Regions from separate parts of the Mus musculus genome. Here region 2 is linked to region 1. The links are chromatin contacts, called in public promoter capture Hi-C maps. All regions are on one chromosome and are shown on one strand. Each heading gives the region's core, a stretch centred on a gene start, on an enhancer-like site or on the middle of the called end of the contact. The rest is flanking DNA. Distances are from core to core; before and after follow the strand shown. Region 1 holds the start of Fhl2 (four and a half LIM domains 2). Region 2 overlaps Nck2 (non-catalytic region of tyrosine kinase adaptor protein 2).

Evidence for each region. Promoter capture Hi-C pulls out the DNA fragments that hold promoters and counts their contacts.
Region 2: a contact with region 1 is called in a promoter capture Hi-C map of hippocampal neurons, with 1.9 times the contacts expected there. The contact joins the enhancer-like site here to the promoter of Fhl2 in region 1. A contact is called at or near these places in 5 of 39 promoter capture datasets (the 3T3-L1 cell line, hippocampal neurons, liver and 2 more), 2 of 484 Hi-C or Micro-C datasets (muscle stem cells and pre-megakaryocyte-erythroid progenitors), 2 of 115 datasets of contacts at active chromatin or transcription factors (memory CD8 T cells and pancreatic cancer cells) and 1 of 9 other capture datasets (adipose tissue).

The regions. Positions count from the first base shown.
Region 1 is chr1:43,161,359-43,167,901 of GRCm38.p6, forward strand. Fhl2 (four and a half LIM domains 2) reads right to left here and starts at 2,603. Exons shown (of 6, transcript NM_010212.4): 1 at 2,344-2,603.
Region 2 is chr1:43,471,114-43,477,656 of GRCm38.p6, forward strand. The region is part of intron 1 of Nck2 (non-catalytic region of tyrosine kinase adaptor protein 2); the gene reads left to right. Among named protein-coding and RNA genes, the nearest start is that of Nck2, 29 kb to the left of the region's middle. Within about 2 kb of position 3,163, at least 172 of the 459 cell types and tissues checked have an H3K27ac peak or open chromatin away from gene starts, as enhancers often do. A contact at or near this core is called in adipose tissue, hippocampal neurons, memory CD8 T cells and 2 more, where this site is marked.

The DNA.
Region 1 (6,543 bases), core at 1,353-3,852:
ACATGAGTCTCGGAGAAAAAAATCATATCCAAATCACAGCTGTGTACAAATGGGGAAGGTATTATGGGTTTGAATCAGAATGATGTCATTTGCACATATGTTTGACCATATGTTCACCAGGGAGTAGAACTCTTTGAAAGGATTAGAAGAATTAGGAGGTATGGTCTTGTTGGAGGAAGTTTGGGGTTTTGAGGTTTTAAAGCCTATGTCAAGCCAGATTCTCCTTGCTACCTGTGGATCCTGATATAGAACTGTCAGCGACTTTCCCAGCACCATGTCTGTGTGCCACCATGTTCCCTGCCATGATGACAATGGACTAAGTCTTCAAAACTGTAAGCAAGCCCTCAAGTAAATGCTTTCTTTGATAAGAGTTGGCTTAATCAAGACGCTGACTTAGACATAGTGTGTCAGGCTAGGTTGTCAGTCCTTAGCGCAGGGCAAGGGTAGAGTCCAGGCTTCTTGGCCTTCTGAGTTGTGTTTGTTTGCTTAGTTTGTTGGTTTTTGCTTTTTGTTTTTGGTGTGTGTGTGTGTGTGTGTGTGTGTGTGTGTGTGTGTGTGTGTGTGTACTGCTGGGTATTTCTGTCTACAGTTGAGATATCACTCAGTATTGAAGGGGTTTGTCAATCTTGAGTTGAAATACTGGGTATAGAGCCTCAACCAAATATGCATTCAATGTGTCCCAGTAAAGAACAGAGGTCAGAACTTAGATATCAAGCTATCTGGAGGCAGCTCTCAGGGCCACAATCTACGAGCTGGGAAACTGCTCAACAAATTTACTTCGATTTTTTTTTTTTTATCTGTTAACAAGAGGCTTTAAAATCTACACATACTGCTTATACTATGCAGGAGTTATCTGGTTCTCAGGGAGGAAACTGAGGCACCTGCTCCAGGTACATCTGCCAGCTAAACATTCTGCACCCGTCCATGCCGTGCCTGTGAGGCTGGACTGTAAGGAGGCAGAACAAAAAGAAGCCACAAGGGGGGTGGGGGGTAGTACTACATAGTGTTCCATCAAAAACTAGGAGTGAAGGGAATCTGAAAGAAAGAATGAGGGGGAAAATGATTTAAATCTTGTTTTTAATAAACTTTAGTTGGGTTGGGAATTCTGAAACTTAATGCAAATTGTTTTTTATGGTGGCAGGGTGTTGGTGGGGAGGGAGGATCACCATGGCTGCAGCATGTGGTAGGTTACTCCTGGGATTGCAACACTTTGGGGGCTGAGCACCAGTTTGAGGCTACCGGGGATGATGGTACTGTAAATCCCAGGCTTTCCTGGCTACAGAATGAAGCTTTATCCCAAACAACAACAACCGAAACAATCACCACACATACAGCCACACCAACAAACACCCTTTCTTTAGATCTCTCTACACTACTGCAAAATTGGCTACACACAAGCCAAGTAGTACCGCAACATGAGACACATCTAGAGCAGTATTTTGAAGACAATCTCGTGCTAAGTCCAAATTATAGTTAACTACATCCCAAAATATGCGTAAGAAAGTGCATGCCACAAGTTGGCTTCACCGAAGACAGCTGTAGACTTCAAAAAAATGCCAGCTTTGTTGAGTTCCAGAGACACAACTGAAGACTATCCAGCAAATATGGCTAGTTCTTCACTTAAGATCAGAAAAAAAGCATTTCAAGACTTTCTTTCCACAAGACTGAAATCTATCAGAATTCTTTTCATTTAAAAGTGTTGTTTTTCTCCCCCCCCCCCCCCCCCGCCATGGCTCAGGTTTTAGTTTGGGTGGTTAGTCAAGATGTGTGGTCACAGGCAAACTCCCACTTCTTCTCAAAGGAAATGCTTGGCTATCCACGTGCTGACCAGCCTGTCACCTCCTTTCCATAGACTTCAGGGACCAGTTCCACTTCATCCCCCGCCCCCCGGGGGGGGGGTTTGCCTGTGGGCAGTTCATTGTCTCCCACCACCTGGAAGTGATCCACCCCTACAGGGCTGCAACCCTCCCTCTGGACATCAAAGGTCCCTCCCCACCATTTCCAAATTCGGCTCTCCTATGCTCAGGTTCTCCAACACTCATGATTCTGGTCCTCTCTGCCCCGCATCTGCTCTTCCTGGGGGTGTCTTCCTGTAGATCAACTCTCAAGTCCTGAAGTCTCCCCTCAAGCCTTCCCCCAAGCGCCCTCCCCCACCACATTTCCGATTCACTGTCGCCCCTTCATCTCCCTCCCCTTCATTTCGAGTCCTCATCCTAAGTATGCCCAGCTACGCTCTCCTCTCTCCCGGATCTGTCCTCTCCGTTCTGGGTCCCCATCCCGAGTGTCCCCTGCAAATAGGGCTCTCCTATCGCCAGAACCTGTTCTCTCCGTTTAGGTCCCTACCCTGATGCTGTCTGCACAGCTCTGCTCCGGTCTCCTGGGTCTCCGCCCCACGGTCCGAGTGCGCTGGCCACAGGCTCTCGACGCGTCCTAGGGCAGCGGTCTGGTGGCGATCCTTGTGTCCCAAGCAGGGCTGTGGCCTGGGCGGCCGCAGTAGTACTCGCGCGGTGGGGCCGGGGTCTAAGGGAACCCAGCGGACTGTGGACCGGTGGCGGTGGCGGCTCAGCGGGCGGAGTGCAGCAGGAGCTGCGCCCGCCCTCGAGAACCCCCGCCGAGTCATTTGACCATATAAGGACACACGCGCCCGGGCGGCGGGCTGGGCGCGCTGGCCAGGAGAGCCAGGCGCGGTAGCGAGCGCCCCTCGGCAGCCAGCCGGTCGTCGTCTGTTCCCCTGATGACGCTACCACAGACCTTTTGTTTGACTTAACCTCCTTCCTTGCTTCCTGGTGTTTGGCTCACACGGTCAACCCTCGCTGCGTCCTGGCCTTGGCTCCAGGGCTAGTTGCTATGCAGTGCAGAGAGCTGTAGCAGCTGACACCCAAGGGCGAAATGACATGGGGCTACTGTCACCAGGACACGTCCGGGTTGCGGGGTCCTGCCTGAGTGCAGCCTGGTGCAAGCATGGATGGGTCATTTGCAGATTTGGGGGAAGGAACTATGTGTGTGTGGTGCACACAATGACATGGTAGCCTTCTGCGCCTTACCTTGCAGACACTTTCCATCATGGAATGAACCAAACCGATGACCTAGAGAATCATTAATTAGTTCCACTAAGGAGCTCACTGATAGAAGGCCCTTTGCCCAACACTCAAGGCTAGAGAACTGTTGAACATTCAGTGGCTCCCTCTGGGAAAAAAGAAAACACTGGTCTTAATGTGTCCTTCACACTCTGAAGGACAAGATCCTCTGCAGAGTTGGCCTTTAAAAGGGGCACGGGACACTGTTCAACACAGTGTTGGGAGGCATACGGTATCCTCATGCCCAGGAAAGCCAGCTTCCTCTCTTGAGCAAATGAGTCCATATGCGGGCACGGTAGAAGATGGGCATGTGGAGAAGCAATGAAGGCCTGGGGTAGTGACTTGTCAGTGTTGTGAGGTGACAGAAGCCACTTGATGAAGGGATTCGCTTGGGTGCAGGGTCTGTGAAGGGATCTAGTTGGTCATCACTGAGATGGTATGGCCACTGGAAGGATGGGAAGTGGCTGGCCACATTTCCTTCTCAGCCAGGACACAGAGAGAAAAGAGACTGGTGCTCAGCTTCCTCTACCCAGCTCTTGAGAAGTGCTGTCCACCTTGGGGGCCAGTCTTTCCTCCTCAGTTAAACCTCTCTGGAACTACCACAAAAATTCTTCTAGAGGTGTGTCTCCTAGGTGATTCAAAACCCAGTCAAATGGACAGTGAAGAACCATCACTGGTCGAAGCTGTTTCCATCATTCGAGGGGAGCTGAAGGCAACACGTTTTCCAGTAAAGGCAGGAAGAACTGTGTGGTGGCTTTCTTCTGGTTGATACTTCCTGATTGGTGTCACTGGAGGGTCTCCGTGGTGGAACCTCAGAACTTGAGAAACAAGGGTGTTAGAATAACTGCCACGCAGTCAACATTAGCTACCTCTGGCCACTCCAGGGATCTTCAGGCCCTTTTGGTAAAGTTAGTTATCTCAATTAAATGATGAGGACTCTAGATGAGGTGAAGAGTTTCAGCTGAGATTTGCACTGATGTCTATGAGCTAGCAAGGCCATGAGAATATCTTAAAGGATGAGAAATTCTTAACTCCCGTCATTCACTCGGGTGACTCCCTGGAGTTGACACTTTCCTCAGAGGAGAGTGAGCAAGCTGAGGTGGGACACAGGAAATCCATCCCACTCCTGTCCCCATCTTGCAATTGAGGGATAACCTAACTAAATTCCCACTGATGGTCAAGGTACACTCTATCTTGGATTCAAAGTAAAGGGTACGTAGACAGGCTAATGGCTCTGAGGCTACTCAAGTTAGCTTTCTTATATGTAAGAGCTACAAACTGCAAAATGGTCTCATGATGGTGAGCCTTCAGCCTCATTTCTAAAACTCAGGTTCAAAGAGTAACAAAACGCCGATTCTATATTTACCCTTTCCTGTTTTGTTTTGTTTTGCTGTTTAAATTCTGTGAGTTATGCATTAGCTCTTATTCTTATTGAGGTAATTAGTTGTATAAATTTTCTTCTACTAACTACAATATCTGTGCGACATTGATTGTTATGTTGCTTTCTTTTTTTTTTTTAAGGTTTATTTATTTATTTTATATGAGTACACTGTAGCTGTCTTCAGACACATCAGAAGAGGGCAACGGATCCCATTACAGATGGTTGTGAGCCACCATGTGGTTGCTGGGATCAGGACCTCCCAGAAGAGCAGTGAGTGCTCTTAACCTCTGAGCCATCTCTCCAACCCCCCTATGTTGCTTTCTTAATTAAATGTTCTGTGATTTATTTTTGTATTTTCTTTTTGACATTAGAGAGATATGAAATAACCTCAATGATCACGTGGTCAGGAAAATCCAGTCTTTCAAAGCAGACTTACCCATTTCTACAAATATGCTGAGGAAGGGAGAGAGAGGGAGACGTCAAAGGACCAAAAAACAAACAACAAACACCGAGTCACAATTTGTGTTTGGATTTTGATCACAGAACAAACAATTAAAAGAAGAAACGTTTATGATCCAATCTGGGAAATTTTAGCATTAACAGGATATTTGACATAATTAATAAGTTAGTTTATTTTGTATGAAATGACATATACACATTTTTTTTCCTTTTCAAAATGCCGTTACTTTTAAGAAACTTTCCCAAAGTATTGACCAGTAGAGTAACAAGTCAGAGTTGATTCAAGATAAATCGAGGCAGAGGTAGTAGATGAAGCCAAAATGTATACATAAAACAGTCTCACTATGGATTTGATAGTAATTGAAGCTTGATAGTGAATGTTGAAATTTCATCCTATCTCTCCTCTCCCTTGGCAATGTTTGAAGTCTCATGATGAAAAATGTCTTTAAATTTAAAATACACATACCATTGGCCATTCCTAGGTTTCCCCCTTACATGAACCTATCTTGTATGTACTTGTTCTTATGTAAAATGATAATGCACTCGAGAATAGTCATTGCAGAGCTGTTTGTAACAGCAAAATACTGGATGAGATCAAGTGTCCCCCAATAGGAGACTTGTTAAACACAGCTTGGTACACTTTCAAAGTGTTTATGAGTGTAGCTGTTGAAAATGTGGTAAGTATATTTACTGATTTAGCATGATCTCCAAAACAACAGCAACCAAGAAAAATAAAAGTGGAGACCATTTTCCTAGGTTGTAATCATTCATTTGCTTTTGTGATCAAGAAGAGGAGCTGCAATACAGTCAGTCTTGTTTGTGACTGGGCCTAGTTAGCTGTCGGGTTGGGAGACTGCAGGGGAAGGAGACTATTTTTTTTTTTTTTTTGCATATACTTTTGTCTTCTGTGACATTCAAGGAATCCAAATGTGTTATTTATTAACAATTTTTAAATGTTTGAAAACTGAAAGTAACACATGTTCATTGAAAAAAATAAGAAACTAATCACTTAGAATTACAGAGTCAGAGGAGGGTTGTCGGGGAAACGAAGTTTAGACAATTGCTAGGTTTAATATCATCTACACATATTAACAACTCAAAGAATAAACTATTTAAAAATGAAAATTAGGAGACAATCTGGATGCATGAACAGACCGGTTACTGAAAGATAACTTGCAACCACCCACCTTTTTACAATGAGTTCTTCAATCATTCTGAATTGACGGTTTTGTATCACACTGGATGAAACATTCTGGAAAATATAAATTCTACTAGGGAAGTATAGAGCCCCGAATTCAGTCCTGTACCTGAGCGCCCTACCTATGATGAGATCTCTGCCCTCAGGTAAGTCCTGAGGCTTCCTAGTCTTCAATTTACTCCTTTGCAACATGATCTAACTAAGATCTAGTTTAAGGAATTACTGTGGAGGTCTGTAGTCCTTCGCTGTCTTGCATATAAACCAGTTAGGACCAAACAGTGCCACGTTTAGCACAGAGCGGGTCATTAGTAAACAGTAGCTCTTTTTTAAGAGTGAAGGGGTGGTAAATCCAAGAATAAGAAGCCTGCATGCTGCATTCTCATCGGGGAGGAGATTAAGACTTAGCTCCTGTTCTAAAAATGGAAATT
Region 2 (6,543 bases), core at 1,913-4,412, 310 kb after region 1:
ATGACTAAAAGAAAGTTTTTAAAAGCTAATATTTCTAAAAAGGAGGCAGTTCAGGTTTTCTTAGAGTCCATAAACCTTTCTAGAAAAAGCTGGATACCTAGCCATTTTCTTCTGCCCAAAGTCAAAGTCTTGGTCTCAAGGCTGTCTTTCTGCTCTTGGACCTACCTGCCATTCAAATCTGTATTTTTTTCCCTACAACTGTTCCCAGAAGCCCCCAGGGCTTTGACTTCCCCTGTCCATGGGCACTCTCAGGACTACCTATCAGTTCCCCTTCCCTCAGTTCAGGCTTGTAAGATGTCTGGGAACTCCCTCACCGCCCAGTGTTGGGGAACTTCGGCTTATAAAATCCCCCTTTTCATTCACTCTACTGGAGGCAGAGGAGAGGCATGCAGGCAGATGCTGTTAAGGATGGCAATGTGGTGGCCTGGGGAGGCTGAGTGATTCATTCTGGTATCTTCCCAGTAGCCTCTCAGAACCTCTTGGGAGTACTTGCTCTTTTTAATCCCTAGTTTGGAAACCAAAGCCTTACTTGGACTGTTGACTTTGACCTCCTCAAGACTCAGCTCCAAAGTGAGCTTGCATACTTGGTCCCAGAGGGGAACACACCCAGCTTTTGCATGCATAACACAGGACCCTATCATCTGCCTGTGTTTAATAAGTAGAAGGCTGAGATAAAGGATCGCATTTGTTGTGTTTCTCCCTGGGACATTGTTCTTTCATTGTAACCCTACTTAGACTTCATCTTTAGCTATGGACCATGTTTCATACCAACTCTTCCAAGAGTGACCTAATGTCTCCTGTCTGCGTTCCCTCTCACTCAGTACTGGGACTGGCCAGTGCACTGGGCAGTACTGGATCAGGGCTTGCATGTCACTCTTGGCTTAGCATACAGTCATCAGTGTAGAGGAAATGCATAGGACAGTGACAAAAATATTGCCTCAGAACCTGAGACTTCTTGCCCTCTCCTGCATGCCAGACTCCTAATCCCACCTTCTGGCGTTGTCCTGACTGCCTCTGCTGTCATCTCCTTGTCCCAGTGTGGGACTTCCCCTTCCTTTCAGTTATTACAAAGGCTTTCTTCTTAACAAGCTTTCATTCCATCTCATTTCTTCACCAACAAATTGTTCCCTGCTCTAAGCAGATCTGCCCTCTCACCTAAGTGAGGAGTTCCTGTTTTCCTCGGGCCATTGCCTCACTCAGGAGTGTTTGCTCTGCCTCACCTCTGTGTTACTCTGCGCTGTACCTGGAGCCGCTGGGGCAGGTAACCAGTTTGAATAGAAGTGCTCCAGTGGCTTGGTGGCTGACACAGTCTGAATCACCTGAGGAGCCTCGATGAGGAAATGTCTAGATTAGTGTGACTCGTGGGCTGCTGTGAAGGATTTTCTTAATTGAGTTAATTGAGGTAGGAAGAAGGCACACCCTGAATGTGGGTGGCACCATTTCACGGGCTGGGCTTTGGACTGACAAAGGTAAACAAAACTGCCTCAGGTGCTTGCCTCCTGACTTCCTTCAGTTGGCGGATGAGGAGCTCTGAGCCAAATAAAACCGTCCCCCCTTAAGAAGCTTCTATCAGGGTCTTTTCTTTTCTTTTCTTGCAACAGGAAATTAAGCTAATCACATGGTACCTGCCATATGTGGTTCTTCAAATAAGAAGTCTTTCCTTCTCCTCTGGAAAGTAGCCTATGGTATAGACCATGTCTTTGGAATCCAGATTCAGGCAGCCTCAGATGGAAAAATCTCAGGACGTGGACAGTGTAGTTAGATCTGACACAATTGCTTCCATGTGTACCTGAGATCTTTTTCTTGTCATAATTCCTTAAAGGATATATTCTCATATGCTATCTACGTAGCATTAATCACCCTGAGTTAGGTATTGTGTGTCGTATCGAAGAGCATTCGTAAGTTCTTTACAAATACTGTACCATTTTGTTATAAGGGACTTGGGCATTTTAGGACCGTGCTCTGGTGGGAGAGTGTATCCTGAATCCACAGACGCCATGAAGGCTCTAAAGGATATCTGTGTGTGCTCACCTCTAAAGCCACCCTTCCCAATTAGATAGATGATGAAAGAAGTGTGGCCTAAGAAGATTTACATGGAGTGCTGTTGAAAAAAATAATGGTTTCTAAAATCATTACTACGTAGGTTCGTTTAGAAATAAATACGCTGTCGTCTGGGTACTCATTTGGTTTTGTGAAAAACTTGGTTTTCTAAAAAAATGGTTGTGACAGATTTTGAGGTATGGGTTTACATATTTGTCTAACATTTATTCATACGGGTGCGGCATGTGGCTTCTTCCTCGATGAGAACTTGACTCTTTTGTATGCGTTTTTCCTTTTTTCGTAATATTTGGAAATGTTAAATTGTTCTGTGTCCTGAATCGGCAGAAGCAGGGTGGGGTTGTGACCACCTTTATCCCTTATCCCCGCCCCCCACTTCCGTGTCCGGTTTCTGTTCATTTTGTGTTAGGTTATCCAAACACATTCTAGACCCATATGCAGGATAACTTTTTGAAATCATCTGTAGCCAGATGCCATTTTTATGATTTAATTGCAAGTTGGTTTTGTTTGAATAGGATAGTTATTTCCCGGTATGATTTTCTTATTTTTCCCTGATGTCAAGTAGTACCTTCTTTTTTCTTGTCATCTTTTCAGTTGTTTTATAGCTTACCTTAAACAGATTCTACTATCAACAAGATAGCTTTTTCATGCTGCCTTCTAATTAAGAGAATCAGCTAATTAATCAGTTTGAAGATTAGTTCCCCCACCTCCTTCTCTTCTCATCCTCTCAGCTGTTATCACAGGAGCACCACACTACAGGGTCCAGGCTGTCTCAGCTATTGTGTGTGTGTGTGTGTGTGTGTGTGTGTGTACACAAATGCTTGTCTTCTTGATGTATAAATGAGAGCTTGAGGCCTGCTGGTTCCAGATTTCCTTTTGGTTCCTCAGAACCAGAGAATGAACAGTGCAAGACATAAAGTTGGCTAAAGCTGTTTAGAGAGGTGCTGGCTGGCTTATATTTGCTTGTTTCTTTTGCCCTGCTTGGGTGTGGCACTGCCCCTTAGATGCTCACGTGGCAGGCCTGGGTTTTCTCGCTTTATTGGGTAGGGTTGACATTTATCGGCTCCTACTTCCTCTGCATCTCCGTAGTTCAGGTTCCAGTTTCTGTCCCACTGTGACACCTACATCTTCCTCCTTTTGCCCATTTCCACAACTATCAGATATCATGAAACTACAGCAGCTTGTGGAAGGTTTGGGGTGTAGGCAGACTGACAGAACAGGATGGCTGCTTGCCAAGTGCTGCTTCTGGTGTGGTAGGTACCACCTGCCCATGGAAGGCTGCTACAGTCTGCCTTGGGCTGTCTCCTGGTCCACCCGAGGGCATTTTGACATGGCCAGAAAAAGAAACCTGTGAATTGTCTTCTCTATTCAGCTAGTAGTGGAGCAGGCTGCCCTTCTTCTTCCAGCTGGCCTAGCTGGTTCCAGCCCAGCTGCCCCAGCAGGGCCAACTTCTGCTCAGGCACTAGGGACATTTTGAAGTCATGCCACAGCAACTCTTTGAGGAATGGCACAGCCCCCGGGTTTCTTTCTGTTTTGACTAAATATGAGTCATCACTTGTAGCTTCATTTCCCAGATGACCTCTGCCTCACTCCCCTGGCCTTCATTAGGAAGTAGAAGCCTTGTAGATATTTTGTGCAGGCAGAGTCTCATACAGGGGCTGGTTATGAAACTGTGAAGGGCTTGGGGGAGGCAAAGATCAGAAAGTAAGAGAGCCACCTATAGCTGGAGCTCCGAACAAGGGACAGGGGATTCCCAGAACCTGCTTTCAGGCCCATCTCGCTGCTGCTGGCTCACTGGGTGCAGTTGCTGCTTGTATTCCCCTGCACAGGAACCTGCTGTTCTTGGCCATGAGTAGAGGTAGGGAAGGAAAGCAGGCTTTGTCTCCTGTGTCTCTTCTACGATCACAGCAGGGCCCCTGGCAGAGCCCCCAGCCAGAATCCAGCTGACAAGGTTCTGTGAAATACAGCTTTCAGGCCCCCAGCTTCAGCCATATGGAGAATTGTCTGTGAGGTCCTGATACCAGCCCACACCTGGCACTCAGATTCTTTGAAGTGTGGGTGGAGACCTAATGTTCGACATCTGGTTGGAGTGGATAGATTGCCTGTCATTGTATGGGTCAGTGTAATTGTGCTATGGAAAATATGCTAATAATACAGAGAGACAAACCTGTCAAAGCTGAAAACGTGGTTCTTGACAGGCCTTGCTGGCTCAGTGTCCTAGGGTTGAAGGGGCTTTCAGAAACCTGGTGAAACCATTGGCACCTAGTAACGCCATCACTGTCTGGCTGTCCCTCTCCCATTGTATGTGGTGGCATATGGCCTCCATCTAGAGCATAGAGGCACATATATGCAGCAGAGGCCAAAGCTTTCCCCATATGTTTTATAGCCTACCCTTTGGGGAGGGGCATCTCAGCACTAGCTTAATAGTTGCCACTCTGAGGCAGTCTCCTGACTGTTTCCTGGCACACACCTGCCCTGATAATTGCCAGGAACCAAGGGAAGGGCCAAAGCAATGGTCGGTCAGAAAGAGACCTACCTACTAGGCAAAGTTCAGTGGGATTTACCAACAAAACAAGCGATACCCTTGTCATAGGGTGATGGAGGATGGAGTGACTGTCAGTCATGGTCACCCTTATGGTTCCTCTGTGTGCCTCCCTGGGCTGGGACTTGATGAATGTGAGCATCAGCCTATGGTTTGGGAAAAAAAAAAAATTAAAAAGCCCAAGAGCTTCAAGAGTTTGTTCTGAGACCATATCCTTTTAAACTTAGAATTGAATTTGCCTTCAAATATCAGCTTTGAGTAATAAGACTAATTGGTACTAAGAATTGATATTAAATGTATCTGTTAGAATATCTTCTGGAGAAAAAGGGGATCCAAAAGGGTACTGTGTTAATTTAAGGTTGTCTTGATCTGTTTCCTATTGCTAATAACAGAATAATAAAAGTTTGTCCTGGCTCAAGAGCTCTAAGAGTTCCCAGGGTGGTCTTGGGTAAATCAGAACATTGCATGTTAGGGTGTGTGTGTGTGTGTGTGTGTGTGTGTGATGTGTTCTCTGGTCTTCTTAATGAGTTTAGAAAGTAATCAAGATTCAGTCATAGAGGCTGCAGCTGGATGACTACTCATTGTTCCTACTGATCACCTCTCAGTGATGCGAACCTCTGAACACTATGGTCAAATTAAGGGGTATCTGATCCTATACCATCTCCTCCTCTCCTCTCATGAATACCTACCTCACAGTGAATAGATTCAGTTTTAACACCGGAGCCCTTGGGGAACATACTTAAACCATATCCAAATCATAGCAAAGGCTGCTTCAGGTTAATTTCTTTGTGGAGGTTTTAACTGCCAGAATATTTTAACTTCACCCTTTTACCAGCATACTGTAGTCTTCACTTTCGCAGGCTGGATTGGTCCCTTGAAGAAGGGGTTTAGGTTCTATGCACCATGTATAATTTTTACTGTTGCATTTATCATGCAGCCTTTGCCTGGGACTCGTTAGTTTAAAGTGCTCACTCATGCACATAGTAATTCCCTAGTAGGGATTTTGCTTTGTGGGTGCCTCTGTTCAGATTGCGGCATTCATTTCTTTGACTGTACAAAAGGTGGCACTGACCCGGGAAGGCCAACATGAGGGTTCTCCAGGATTTGTGAAATAGCAGGTGGTCCATCCCCACTCACCTGCCACATGGCATTTCTACACATCCATTCACCCTGCCATGAACAGACCCACTGAGCCTCAATGGCTTGTATTTCTTCAATTCTTTACTTCATTTCTACTCATACATTAAATTACTCTTCTCATTTGTTTAGTTCACCTTTTACCTTTTATATGGTGTTATTTTAACTAAGCATATTTTATATGTATTAGAAACAAAAGCATACTTTAAGTTTCTGGTTGCAAGATAAATGTAGAATAGTAATTATTATAAACTGTTTGAATAACCTTTAAAGTGAAAATTTCAATATTAAGGTCTTTGCTTTTTAGATACTACATTTACTTGGGTCCTAAGAGTTATAAATATTTAGATATTTTTCAAATGCTCATTTCCTCATAACTTTTATATATATTAACGGACCCAAAGGAAATACACCTTTTCTTTCAATTAGTACGTGTTAACTATTCAGAATGGTGGGGTTTTGGTTTTGTTTCTTTTGTTTTTCGAGACAGGGTTTCTCTGTGTAGCCCTGGCTATCCTAGAACTCACTCTGTAGACCAGGCTGGCCTCGAACTCAGAGATCTACCTGCTTCTGCCTTCCCTGTGCTGGGATTAAAGGTGAGTGCCACCATGCCTGTCTCAGAATGGTGAGTTTAATGTGACATACATGCTGTTTTACTTTGGAGTTTGGGTTTAATTTCTGATGTTTATCCTCATTTTTCATGGCCTCTGTCATGTTGATATGGGTGTTGAATAATGTGATTTCCGTAGTTTCTGTGCCTGGAAGCCATTGACCATGGAGAAAAACAGTTGTCAGGCAGGGTGTGA